2 separate regions of the Sparus aurata genome follow, and region 1 is linked to region 2. The links are chromatin contacts, called in public Hi-C maps. All regions are on one chromosome and are shown on one strand. Each heading gives the region's core, a stretch centred on a gene start, on an enhancer-like site or on the middle of the called end of the contact. The rest is flanking DNA. Distances are from core to core; before and after follow the strand shown. Region 1 holds the start of dmxl1 (Dmx like 1). Region 2 holds the start of commd10 (COMM domain containing 10).

Region 1 (6,726 bases), core at 2,106-4,605, 260 kb after region 2:
CATTGAAGTTAAATTGCAACGCCTTGACGGATAAGACAGCCTCGCCACACTCGATTTTTTTAATATGTTTCAACACTGCCCTCTTGTGTCTTGTATGTCGGAATTCTTTCATTTCAATTTTACTCTTTTTTTTTTTTTAATCATGTCTTCTCCCAATTAGATCGAATGATAATAAATTCTTCACGCCAAAAACCACAAAGCTCATGAAAATTAAGAACAATTTATTCACTTTTTTTTCTACTCTCCCTTTTAAAGAGATAAAAGATGGACTTTAATGATTCATTGGAAAATGTTTCACAGCAGCAGAAAGACAAGAACACAGGCATAGTTAAGTAAAACTAGAATCCCAGGGGTGCCCATGCTTTTTTTTTTTTTCTTTTCAGCAGGCCAACACCAAAACTGAATAGTGGGTCATGGGCAAACGTAACATAATGTATTAGATTGTATTGTTATGATGATCCACATCCCTTAATTGACTGACTTACCACACAAAGTGTCACTCAGAATAGGGAAAATGATTAATAATAGGGCTCTTGATACATGATACCTCATAAAAAACAAAGCAACATAAACACTGATTTCTATTATCATTTTCCAGCGGCCGAATCGAACTTTATGTTGAAGCATAAAAGGTATTAAATACTACTCACTCAAATTGTTTGAGACAAAAATAGTCACACAAAAAATATACAGAAATTGCACTTGAACGAAACTGTACTTGAGGGAATGGAAACAAGTGGTGGGTGTAGTGTCTCGTATCGGCAACAGCAGTGTTAGCAGCATGAAGTAGAGTAACCGCATTTGTAGTAGCAGAAACAGGATGTGTAAAATTGGAGTAAAAGGCTAAAATGATGTGAACCCTAAACTCCAGCAACAAACCATTACGTCAGCTACTTGGATTACATCCACAGTCTATTTATACTGTTAATATTTTAAAACAGTGCTGACATTTCGTGCCCATTTCCTTCAGATTAACAGTTCTGCAGGTTGTTTTTAGGGATGCTGCCAAATAAATCTTGGACCGAGCACAAAGATGATGAGATATATTTAGGACCTCTTCTAACTTCTAGCTCTCTGCCTCTAACACTGAAATACCAACTTGGCCTGAGAGTACATGATGCCCACTATAACTGAAAACTATTTAAACAAGGTACCACTTTTAGTCAGTAAATCGGTATCAGTCTGAGGTATCTTGTAAACCGTGTTGTGACACAGGAGGGCTCTTTAACACATAACTAACCTCAAGTTTCAAACAGCAGGGTGTATAACTGAGTGTTTTTTTTCCCTCTTTCTCTTTGGTGTCTTAAGAAGCGGCTGCTGCTGCTGGCAGAGAACTACACACTCAGAAACACAGAGAATTCAATATCACACTGAACAACAATATCCTTCAAACACCGGAGTTTGCCTATGAAAGTATTCTCTTTTACTTCTTCTGACGTTGTTGCTCAAAGTCAAACCCAGCGATGAAAAAAATGATATTGGAAAGCAAGATAAGGTGACATTGTTTTGCTAAGGTGTGTGTGGGTGCCTATTTGTGTGTGAGTGCATGAATGTTATTTTTAATTTTTAATTTGCATCTAATGCACATAAATGTAACCTTAAGCGATTCCGTGGTCATGCATGTGTGTGTGTGTGTGTGTGTCTGTGTGTGTGTGTGTGTGTCAAAACTGAAAGGCGATGTAATATTTAGCAGAGTTATACTATGGAGCTACATCTTTAATAATGCTGTGACCTACTTCCTGACTGGGGAGTCAACAGTTTCATCATCACCACTCTGCAACTGCCACGACAATAAATGTCGCCAACCTCCCCTAATGTTACTGACATGTCAGCCACTTTAATTATTCATGGACAGTGTCTGTCCCATTTAACTCCACATGCGTTAATTGACTTTGAAGGCTCCAAACCCCCCATCCCCATTCACTTGCCCATTCAACAGTGCTTTCCCCGGAATGTGCAGGTAGAAGTCAAGATGCGAGCTGCTGGCTTCACATGATATTGAGGATATATGAGATTACGTATTATGTTGTGTTATAAGTGTCATTGTTATGTTGTATTATTCTGTGTTCATTAAATGTCATATTGCAATGAATTAGTTTGAATGTTATTATCTGCCAAAATATTAATATTGTAAAATATTTACACAAGCTTAAATCTAGGTTGAATAGAGGAAGTGTGCTCCGGAATAAGAAAAAATACTACATTAGATCAGAAGTGCAGCAGTGATGATCCAGTTCATCCATTTGCACCGGTCAAAAGGAAACTGGAATCTGGTGTATTGAGCAAGAGTGACACCCTGTGGTTATTTAGGCTTAATGTCAGGACTTAGAAGAATGGGTCATTTGAAGATACATTCAGATTCAACCTCACACGGAGTGACCAGATGTTGTGGAGTAAATCTTCACACCATTAGAAAAGTTAGAAGTTGAAAATGACAGATTTAGTGACCTCGGTTCATCAATGACTTACATTTCTAGACCCACAACAAAGAATTAAGACTGCCACAGAAACACGAAAGGCGAACCTGTTGACACAAAGTACACATGAGAGTGCACACACAGAAATCACCCCAATCCAAAAATATGGAGGCCCGTAAGAAAATGAATATGTAAACTTAAAAATGAAGCTGTGAGTTTCTAATTGCATTGTAATTTTCCCACATTTGTATATGTTGTATGAATGAAAATTTAAATTAAAAAAACTATTTCAATTTGCGTTATCATTTTCACATAATAGCATGGGCGCAATGCAAGAAGCTGTTTAATCATAATCAGAACATTGTCCACTGTAGACCAGAGTCTATGTGAATAAAATGTAAAACAGCTTTTCCACTGTCATTTTAATATACCCATACATAATGTGAAAATAATCATGTTAAATTGATGAAATGCATCGTCATTTTTATTTTTACTCAGATAACACACACACACGCGTACACAATTATAATTATATTGTGGAATTACATTTCATCGTCCAAGTTTACATATTCATTTTAATAAAGTCCTCTATAGACTTCCATATAGAAATCAAATAAACACAATTTTCTACATTGAAGCAGATAGTCAGGTTTATTCTCGTACCGTGTTATGCAAGATCGCAGCTTTTTGAATAACATATTGTGTACAGGAGTTTTTATAATTACACTATTTTGTTATCACTGTTGGTCGTGTTACACCTGACCGTAGATAGCCAAGTCAGTCTATGCTTCTCCACAGATCTGACTATACTAAGCTCACAGATGCTGGCACATCATTTTGAGTCCTGTGCACAGGTTGAATAACGACTGCGACTGTGGGCAGGACTCACAAAACTGTCCTGTCGCCCTGCTGTCAAAACGCAACTACAAGGACCACAATGCATTGCAGCGAAACAGTCACTATCATGACACATCTTCAACATAAGGAAAAGCTTCCTCCTTGGGAGCGTTTTATTTGCTAACCTTGGGGAGAGGTTGGCTCCTTCTTATGGTTAGCATTTTGAGAAGTGATTAAAAGGCTCCTGGTATTGGCGAGCGGACACTGTCAGGCGCTGAATGTGTGACACAAGTGATCTACAGCTAGCTTTCTGGCTCAGGCGCTCGCTAAAAGACAGCTTCACAAGCTAGTAGGCGCTAACGCTAGCTAACTGTGGAGACCGTATCTGTAACATTTAACGTCGGAGAGCTACATTTATCAAAGACAGCCATTGAAAGCAGTGACTGGTGTCCGTTTTTCATCGCAAAGTAAGTAGCTAATTACTTTCTCTGACGCTGGACGTGTTACGTTGTTTGTTGTGTAAACTGCAGACGGCTAGCTAAACTTGACGGCTAAGTTAGCGTCTGATTCGAGGACTTGGAAACAGGCAGCTAATGTATGAAGTGTTTCATCAACATCTTTTGAGACACGTATTAAATTACAACCACAGTGTATCTGAGCGGGGTGACACACTGCTGGTCATGTGTGGTGACATTTTCTGTCTTAATGTGCTGGCGTGTGAAGCGTTATCACGTGAGTTGCCACAGCACAGGAAACAAAACGGTAACTCACATTTTCTCTTGTTATAAGGCAGTTTAACTGCTGCTGCAATTATTCTGTCAATGTTTTAGGCCAAACTTTGACATTCAGGGGCTTTCACTCACAACGTTATCCTGTGCAGCAAGTTGTGTACTGTGTGCCTGAACATAAATGAGATGTAACTAAATCGGCAGCACCTTTAAACTGGTAATATGGATTTAATTTTTTGTGTGCGTTCAGTTTTCTTATATCGACCTTACCTGTACCTGCAGCAAATATTAGTGTGATTAAACAGGCGAGACAAATTGACACACAAGGGGATTCACCTAGCAGGTTTGGAGTGTTATATTAAGGTGTACGCCTATTCTGTGGTGACCCACTTGGCTCACTAGCACCTGCTCTGCACTCTTTTTAATAATGGCCCTTTTATATCCATTGGACTTGATTCACTGCCAGCTTACAGAGGTGGAACACTGCCGACCCTGTATTCAGGCATTTCTGTTGTTACCCACCCATAATTTGTCCTGTACCCCCAGTGGAAGTTGTGATACATTTATTGAAACAATCGCGGTGCTGTTTGCATATAATTTAATAGTCTTTTTTTTTCACCATTTCCTGTACATCTCACTCATTGTAAATGTATTTCTGATGCTTTCACATCTTACTGACTGCAAACACTTTCACAACAATGGGTGGGGGGGCCTTATATGCCTGAAATGTCACAGGCTAAATAAAATGACAGCTTAGTTAGTCTGAGATATCACTGTTTGGTAGAGATACAAGACGCTGCCTAAGAGGCACAGCAAAAACATCAGACAGTTCAGACCACATTGGCTATGTGTCTTTTAAATGTTACAAGTGTGTCTGAAAATGACCAGAGGAATTATCAATTATCTATGCTAGAACAAACATTGAAAGCACACAAGGCAGTACCTGTCAGTTGTGCTTTGTAAACACACCAGGGGCAGTAAGCGATTCTGTAGAAAGATAGGTAATTGTTGTGTCTCAATCCAAGGTCATCAAATATAGATGCTTTGGGATGGCAAGCCATTATGTTTTTTTCTTTTCTTTTTGCAGGTTTTTTTTTGCCTCAATTTTGATAGGACGGCTAGGAGAGTCAGACAGGAAAAGGGGGGCGAGAGAGTGAAAGAGAGGGAAAGATGTGCAGCAGTGGGCCACGTTTTGGCGTCAACTCTGAGCCAGACATGGCGTACGAATTGTGAGCTATTGAAGCACCCCATATACTCGGTAATTGACGACATGGTATTTGGCGACCTGGGATTGAGACTCAACAGTCAACTATCTTTCTCCAGAATCGCTGACACCTGCAAACCTCTTGAACACAGCAAAAATAATGAGCACAAGTGAAAATGCAGGCAGAGGGCAGACACTGCAACACACTAGTCGTTCATATGTCAAGATTGAGAAAAAATATTTTTGTATCGGTCTAAACATTGTTTTTTTTAGGTCGTAGTGTACTTTTAATTCACAACTTGAATAGATTTCTCTCACAATGACAGTCATACAGTTGTCTTCATATTAAATACACTGTTTCACTTCTGCATTGATGACAATAATTTCCCCCTTTTTAGCTGCGCAGAGCACATAAGCTGATGCAACGCTGCTAGAAATTCTTGTCCTCCAGAGATAATGTGACATTGGAATTGCATGACATCAGCTTATACAACATCACCTTGATTGTCTTAGGTCCCATTTTTTTTTCAATGGCCCCCTGAAAGCTCCCTTCCCATATTACCCATCTGTTTTCTACCCATTCTGGTCCACAGTTCCTTTACTTGCTAATTGCTAATTTATTTCCTAATTGGGTTGTCAGTAAATACGCTTATTGCATTTATTTTGCACTAAAGAGCTCTGGATGATAAACTCTAAAACGGCTGATTCACTAAATGAATGGCATCGATTTTAAGATAGGCCACCAGGATCAAATGAGCTTTGATGCCGATAGGCCTTTTGCAGCTGTGGGCATGCTTAATAGGTTTAATGCTTTTTGTAGTGGGTCCTCTGACAGTACTACCAGTATGTGCTTGGGGATCATGGTCCCATTGTGAGACTAATATGCAGCTTTGAACTCCTGCAGAAAAGGTTTGAGGACACTTGATGCCCTATATGCACAATATTCTGCAGCATAAACAATTCACAAATCATATATTTCCTCCTTGATAATATTTTATATGCTTAGTGTTAAATCAATTTACAGTCAGTATCCACAAGTCAGTAATGTGCTGTAGGCTTGATGCTTACCGAGCCAAACCATTCTCTGTTTACATCTCTCTGTTTATATCTCTCTCTTCCTATTAAGAGCAAGTCTATGGAGACACTGAAGTGAAATTACGGGCTACAGATGAAGATGAACGCACCCTTCCCATGGTTTCCTATGAATCTCACCTGGAGGGGGAAGGTGTTGTGAGAAAGGAGAGAGGAGGCAGAAGCACAAGGCGACTATAAACCAGAGTCATGAATCTCCATCAGGTCCTCACAGGGGCCGTCAACCCTGGAGACAATTGTTTCTCTGTAGGCAGCATCAACAGTGTGCCATTCACGGTAAGTTATTTCAAGCTCTGGAAAAATTTCCCTCCCAGCTATTTAGGACTCTTCTTCTTTTCTGTTGAGTTGCTTTTAAATGGAAAGGTAGAAAGCAGAGCCAGAGTACAGTATGGAAAAAGCAGCGATTCTATGAAGGTCTTGCTAAGGGTAGTGTTACCCTATCGGCTAA
Region 2 (6,381 bases), core at 3,326-5,825:
TTACTTTTTTTTTTTTTTACACATAACACGGCTAGCTGTCACCAGGGTTTGTGCTAAGGTATGTTGAGTGGCTGCGAGCCACAGCTACATATTCAGCATACACACCTAAGAGTGATGTCGAGTTCTCATCTAACTCCCTGCGAAAAAGCCAATAAGCTTATTATCTGAAATGATGCGTATTCCTTTAAAGGTCTCACCCACTAAACACACACAGCTTGCCTTAAACCAAAAATAAAAGCCTTCTACTGTCGTCATTTCTCACATTTTATTTTTAGGGGGAACTGCTCCAGCCTTGAAAAGGCTCTCTGACTGAACACAGACCAGAGAATCAAGCCACCGTTGTGCATTTCACAGCTGGCGTTACTATTTCTGTACATGTTAGTCACCCGGCGTTTGATTAAAAACCCACCATTTTGGACTTACACAGTGGGGCTCCAGGCTACCCACTGTGAGGCAAAAGTATCTGGAGTCTGACAGTCAGCGTTCCTCTCAGTTAATGCCACGGTCATCGTTCCGTCCAACACAAGTCTCCTTCAGTCGTGGCAGAGGGAGGAATGCCCACAAGACAAACGGTCCATTGAAATAACCTTGTGAAACTAAGTGAAGTGGATGAATGTACATTCCAGACATACTCTGTGTGCCATATCGCTAAATGATTTACGAGGGTTTGTCCTCACAGAGCCGGGGGAACATACAGTTCTGCTGTGCCTCAAACCTTGTGGTCATTTTTGGGTCTTTCTGCTAAAGATTCAGTCGGGGGGGGGGTGGGTGGGGGATCTCTAACCACAGTGATTCTCAATTGTCTACTCACGCTTGAGATGAAAACATCAAATCATTCACTCTCTGCAGATGTGTTTTTACTGTGTCAAAAGAGCTAAACTACCTTGATACATTACGTTTAAAAAAGAATGCTGAATTGCTTTGATACATTTTAGCATTGAGATTCATTGTGTTAGAGCTAAGTGCCTCCTCTGTCCCTGAGAATAGATCTCCCATCGTAGTTAAACACTACTAGACTTACAACCTCCTCATGTCATCAGTAGTTACACTGTAGACGTGTAAATGACACCATATTCGGTAACGCTTCATATTAAGGTAATGGGCATTAGTTAATAGGAAATCAGGACCTTATGAGTTTTATGAGGTGCTTATTGATATTATTAAAACTATCTAAGTGTTCACAACAGCATGATAAACGGACTTGGAAGGGAAAAGGTTTTTTAAAAGATAATAACATTTTAGAAGTTCATGTTTCTAATTAATGATCCCACTTCATAATGAAAATAAAAGAAGTCAGAATTGTGAAAAAATATTTACTTTTTTTGCACAGTACCACTCTTCACTAGAGCATTTTTTCCTCCTACTTCATATTGTATTGTGCTACTTTGTAAAGGTTAGTACCAATTATCTTTTCCACAAGAAATTGGCTTTGCGGCATTTTTAAAAATTAATCTTGAATTCAACTTGGTTCTTGATTAAAAAATGATCTGGGGACAGTTTTCATTCAACATAATGATTAGCGATGACATTTGAAATGAAGGTTGAGTGGCTTTAGCCAGTTTTGGATATTAGTTCACTGACTTGCTCCATAAGAACAAAGATGCAGGCATTCTGTCAATCAAATCAAATGAAAAAAATACAAAGCCAATGCCATAATGCCATGATTTTTTTTTTAACACTTAGCTATGCCTTCTCCAGCTCGACATCTGGAATGAGCGCTGCATGTGATCAAGGTTGATAAAATATGGATACATATTAAATAATAATAAATCAATGTTAGCAGTGAAGTGCAAAACTAACATTAAGATAGTTATATTATTCTAACAATGAACGTGTTTGTTGTGCTATAATTAACACCTGTATAGTCTTTTTAATGTTTGTAAGCGTCTCATTTTAAGGACTTAGTTTTGCCTATTAACTAACGGACTGCAATATAAAGCGTTACCCAATATTCTTGTTCCTGTGTTCACAAATATGTATTTAGACAGTCATGCGTAGTCTGTCCAGAAGCAACTCAACCCACGAGAAGAGCAGAATCATCTGTTTTATTATGGCTAAGATTACGTTTGACATGTTCCCTTAAAATTTGACGCACACATTCTACACACGCCTATCTATCCAAACGTCATTTCCGTCTTCATATCCAAAATCCATTTTTTCTGCTTTACCCAGTTCTCTCCATGCATTTTTACCCTTATCGGTCCTCAAGAGTCCGGTGGGTTCACTTTCCAAGCAATGCTGCCTTTTGTCCATTTGATGAATGTCCAGTACTGCTCAGTATATTCAAATTAGTGAATGGTCTAGTACAGTGTGTCCTCACAGTTGATTCATAATTGGCTCTGGTTGTGGTGTAAATCATTATAGAACCAAATAATGCATGTGCATATGAAGCTATGAAGGCATCTGAATGTACATTTTGCACATGTTGTCTGTCCGAGTAGCTGTCAGTGCTTTTGCATTTTGTCAGCAGTTGTTTGTCTCTGTTTAGCACTGTGTGTATGTGTGTCCAATGTTCACGGTTCAGTGTGTGTGTGTGTGTGTGTGTGTGTGTGTCTGTGTCGTGTACAGCATGATTTTTGATTTACTGATTTGTATCTTATCATCCCCTCCATGTGTGTTTTGTGTGTGTATGTGTGTGCAGGCCGGTATTGCAGGAGCGCCTGCTCGTGCCGTATCAGCTGTAAAGAACATGAACCTCCCGGAAATGCCCAGAAACATCAACATTGGTGACATCAGCATAAAAGTGCCAAATTTACCCTCCTTCAAATAGTGGCAGCGAGATCCTGAGCCTGCAGATGTCAGCCAATGTTTACCGTGATGCAATCTGTTTACCAAAACCTCAAATTACTAACTTTTATCAAAACTATACATCTTGAAGGTACCGTGTGATTTGACACTCCTTGTTCTGGCTGTTATCTCTTTGTTTTTCCTATAAAAAAAAAAGAGTGTTTTATGTGATTTTTTTTTTTTTTTTTTTTAATCTGTTGGAAGGAAAAATTAAGTATTTATTTATCAGTGGTACATTCCTTCTGCCTCGATGGGGGTTGGCCCTTGACGTTTAGCTGCTACAGTACCATTCTGTGTCACTTTGTAACTGAAATTATTTCACTGACAAGTGTTTACTTAAAAGAGAAAGTGTGGCAGGTGGTGACATTTTGGGAAAGACTTAATGGTTTGGTATATCTGGCTTGAGAAATCAACTCGTGGAGGAAAGAGCATGAAACCATTACAAATACCAAATTGGAACAGGTCTGCTACAGTATTGGAAGTCATACATTACAGCTCGCTGGTAAAATCAGTAAACAATATTATTATATTGCGGATATGCTGTGTGATAGAAATATGAATATATGCTGAAATGATTTTTTTTTCTTTTCTTATTTGTATGCAAAATATTTTTAAATGATTTATCATGTCTTATCAAATATTTCTCTTAATTTTAATCTGTGCATGAACTTTTTTCTCTTCTTTTTCAACTTAATAAACTGTCGAAATTCAATCGTTGTGTTTGTCTTTTTTCATTATCATCATCATTCTCGTTTGATATTTTCAATATGTGTCTTGTACAGTACATTCAACAAATAGTCTTAGATGCACCATATCATTATTTTGTCCTTGGAGATGTTTCACTTATGAGATCTTGTCAAAAAAATCAGTATGTGGCAGGCTATTACTTAAGGTATGGGTCATGTAGTGAAATAAAAGAGTTAACAGGTGTAACTGGTGACTGTATTAATGTTGAATAAAAATGCTAATGCTCTACAGTCAAATTTTTGGTTTTGAAAAGTCTTTGCCTGTTTAGACTATTTGACCACTTATTCCAAGGAAACGGCTGCAGATGATCTGGTTAACACAGTTCACACAACACCAGGGCTGTCACAACATGCCGGTAACAATGATAACTGCGATATAAAAAAAAAAAAAAGTAATATTGAGATCATGTGAATAGTCCTGTGCGGATTTTATGCCTTTGTGGATCTCTTGTTTATCAGTTCAGGGTTGCCCTTTCACAATTAAATGTAAATTTTTTTGGTGCACTTGCAGTACTTTTCTATTGGTGTGTTTATTTGGACCATTATGCAATGCAGCATAATGGCAAATTGTTACATATTATATTTATGTATTCATATTTATTTTATTTATTGATAATAAACACTTGGTTACAGACTTGGTCTATCCTTCAATAACTCTAATCAGTAATTGAGGACTTATAAGAAACCAGCCAACATTTTTGACTCCATTATTATCAAAATGGATGTTTAAATGCCTACCCATGTGGTTTTTTAATAACTAGGCACCCCAAAAACTGTTCTATTAAATGGCTTCACTGGCATGTAAGGCATTCATTACTGTTTTAGGAAAGATTATTAAATCGTTAGTTAGATAGTATCAACTTCATAAAGGGTTCCATGTCAGAGATTATGGGTGTAAGCAGCAGTAGGCTTATGCTTTTCCCTGCGCATTTGTCGCCGGCTCTGTTTGTCCATTACATATTCCGTACTTACTCTTGTAGCAGAAGCTTCAGTTGTGCCCAGCTTTACGCAAACACCGCGCCAACGGATTCAGCTGTATGGTCACAGTTACTGAGAAATCGATTGACATATTATTCTTGACACTGTTGTGTTAGAGAATAAAGTGACACTTAAAGTAATTGATTTGTCTGTAATTCGTTCTTCACTGCGCATGCTTGTCGCAGCTTTGACTGTCACATGTACCGCTGTCTGTCTCGTGACAACAGGAAGGCGGAATAACAACAGTGAGAGGATGCTGCTGCTGCTGCTTTGACACTTTGACACAACTCTTCATTTTTCATTCATAGAAAAAGCAACAGACAACAATGACTTCAATTATCAAAGAAACACAAAGGTGGGCTGCTTCTCTCTTTAATTATAAAGAAATACAAGGAGTATTTCCAGTAACTAACGTCAAGCTAAGTTACCTGTAGCCTAACGCAGCTTTATGAAAGTTCTCGATATTTTGATGTGGTGCATCAATGAATATTAGCAAACACGTAGAACTAGCTCGAGGAAGATTTATGTTTCTGATGCCATCGTTAAACTGCGTTATTATCAGATTTTATTGCTCTTTTTTGGGGGAAAATTAGCCCTCTGTAGCTTCCTTCTTCCACTTCTTCTAACAAACCTGTACGTTAAATTATAACGTTACATGAGGACTCATCGCGTTGTGGTAGAGTGAAGTAGCTACATGTTTTTGTGAGGTATCGACAGTATACTGTTGTCTTCTAGTAAGACTCAGCACAATAACAATACCGCGCTACATTTAAGGAGAGAGTTAATCGTTTGTTTCTGTTAACAAACAATAATATGCTATACACATAATGTATTAGCTGATTTTTTTATTGTTAAGTTGCAATTGATATTGATGAATTAGTGTTTTTTTGTTGTTGTTTCAAATTATTAGTATTTTGCTATAGTATTTATGCATTATTTTAGTGTCAAACAAGGTACCAGGGATTTGAGGGAAACGATATGTTAATTCTGTGTATGTCCTGTACACATAGCAGCATTGACAATAAAGTTTGACTTGACTTGACTCGAAAAGGTAGCAGAACAAGGCGATCAAACTACCTTAAATACCATATTAGTTTGTGTAAAAATGTATAAATGCAATAGTTAACAATCACAAACTGAGGCTTAAAGTCACAGTTCTTTTGAATTGGTTATAGTTGTGCCAGAAATGTGACTAAAATAATTTAGGTCTAAGTCCCAGGCAAGTCTCAAGTCATTTTTTATCAGGCAAATTTAAGTCAAGTCGATTATTCAGTTAAGGCAAGTCAAGTCTCAATTCAAGTCACTTATCTCTCCTGAAGATACTGCAGTCTTACCTGCCCAGATTATAGCATAGTGAAGATCTGATATGACATGAACATATGACTGTAATATAAGATGCACTTAATGCACCTAAAAAGCACAATTCTTCTTAACTGGTCATTTTAGATAAGCAATACTTAGGTTTTTGTTAAATTTGACTTAAGTAAAATTGTGAAAGTTCTCTTTCAATTGTTATTATGAGGTTTGGTTAATTTGGCTGTGTGTGTGTGACAGTATGTCTACACACAACCTCATTTCAGGCTGCCATTCAGTCTTCACCCAGATGGTCTTATTTATTCTGTGGAAACCTCCTGTCTACTGATGCTGTATTTTGTCACTGGGATATGTTTGTATGTGTCTTTGCTGTCATATATACATTGCAGTTACCTTTGAAATTCACTGGCGGCTAGAGTGAAATGCCTTTCATCTAGGACATGATACTTGGTCCGTAAAGTCTTATTCTGTTTGTTAACTGAAAGATCTGAGTACTTTCCACACCGCTGTCATCAATGTTCATGACTCTTCTTTCCAAACAGCATAAAAGAGGCGG

What was found. Hi-C and Micro-C count contacts between places; a contact is called where the count stands out from the background.
Region 1: a Hi-C map of an unstated tissue shows a contact between it and region 2, with 6 times the contacts expected there. The contact joins the promoter of dmxl1 here to the promoter of commd10 in region 2. A contact is called at or near these places in 2 of 2 Hi-C or Micro-C datasets (skeletal muscle and an unstated tissue).

The regions. Positions count from the first base shown.
Region 1 is chr5:26,308,496-26,315,221 of fSpaAur1.1, forward strand. It overlaps dmxl1 (Dmx like 1), which reads left to right and starts at 3,356. Exons shown (of 50, transcript XM_030416168.1): 1 at 3,356-3,721; 2 at 6,313-6,554. The coding sequence starts at 6,468.
Region 2 is chr5:26,049,512-26,055,892 of fSpaAur1.1, forward strand. It overlaps commd10 (COMM domain containing 10), which reads left to right and starts at 4,576. Exons shown (of 7, transcript XM_030415859.1): 1 at 4,576-4,866; 2 at 6,368-6,381. The coding sequence starts at 4,838. ap3s1 (adaptor related protein complex 3 subunit sigma 1) reads left to right here. Exons shown (of 6, transcript XM_030417918.1): 6 at 2,642-3,499. The coding sequence ends at 2,770.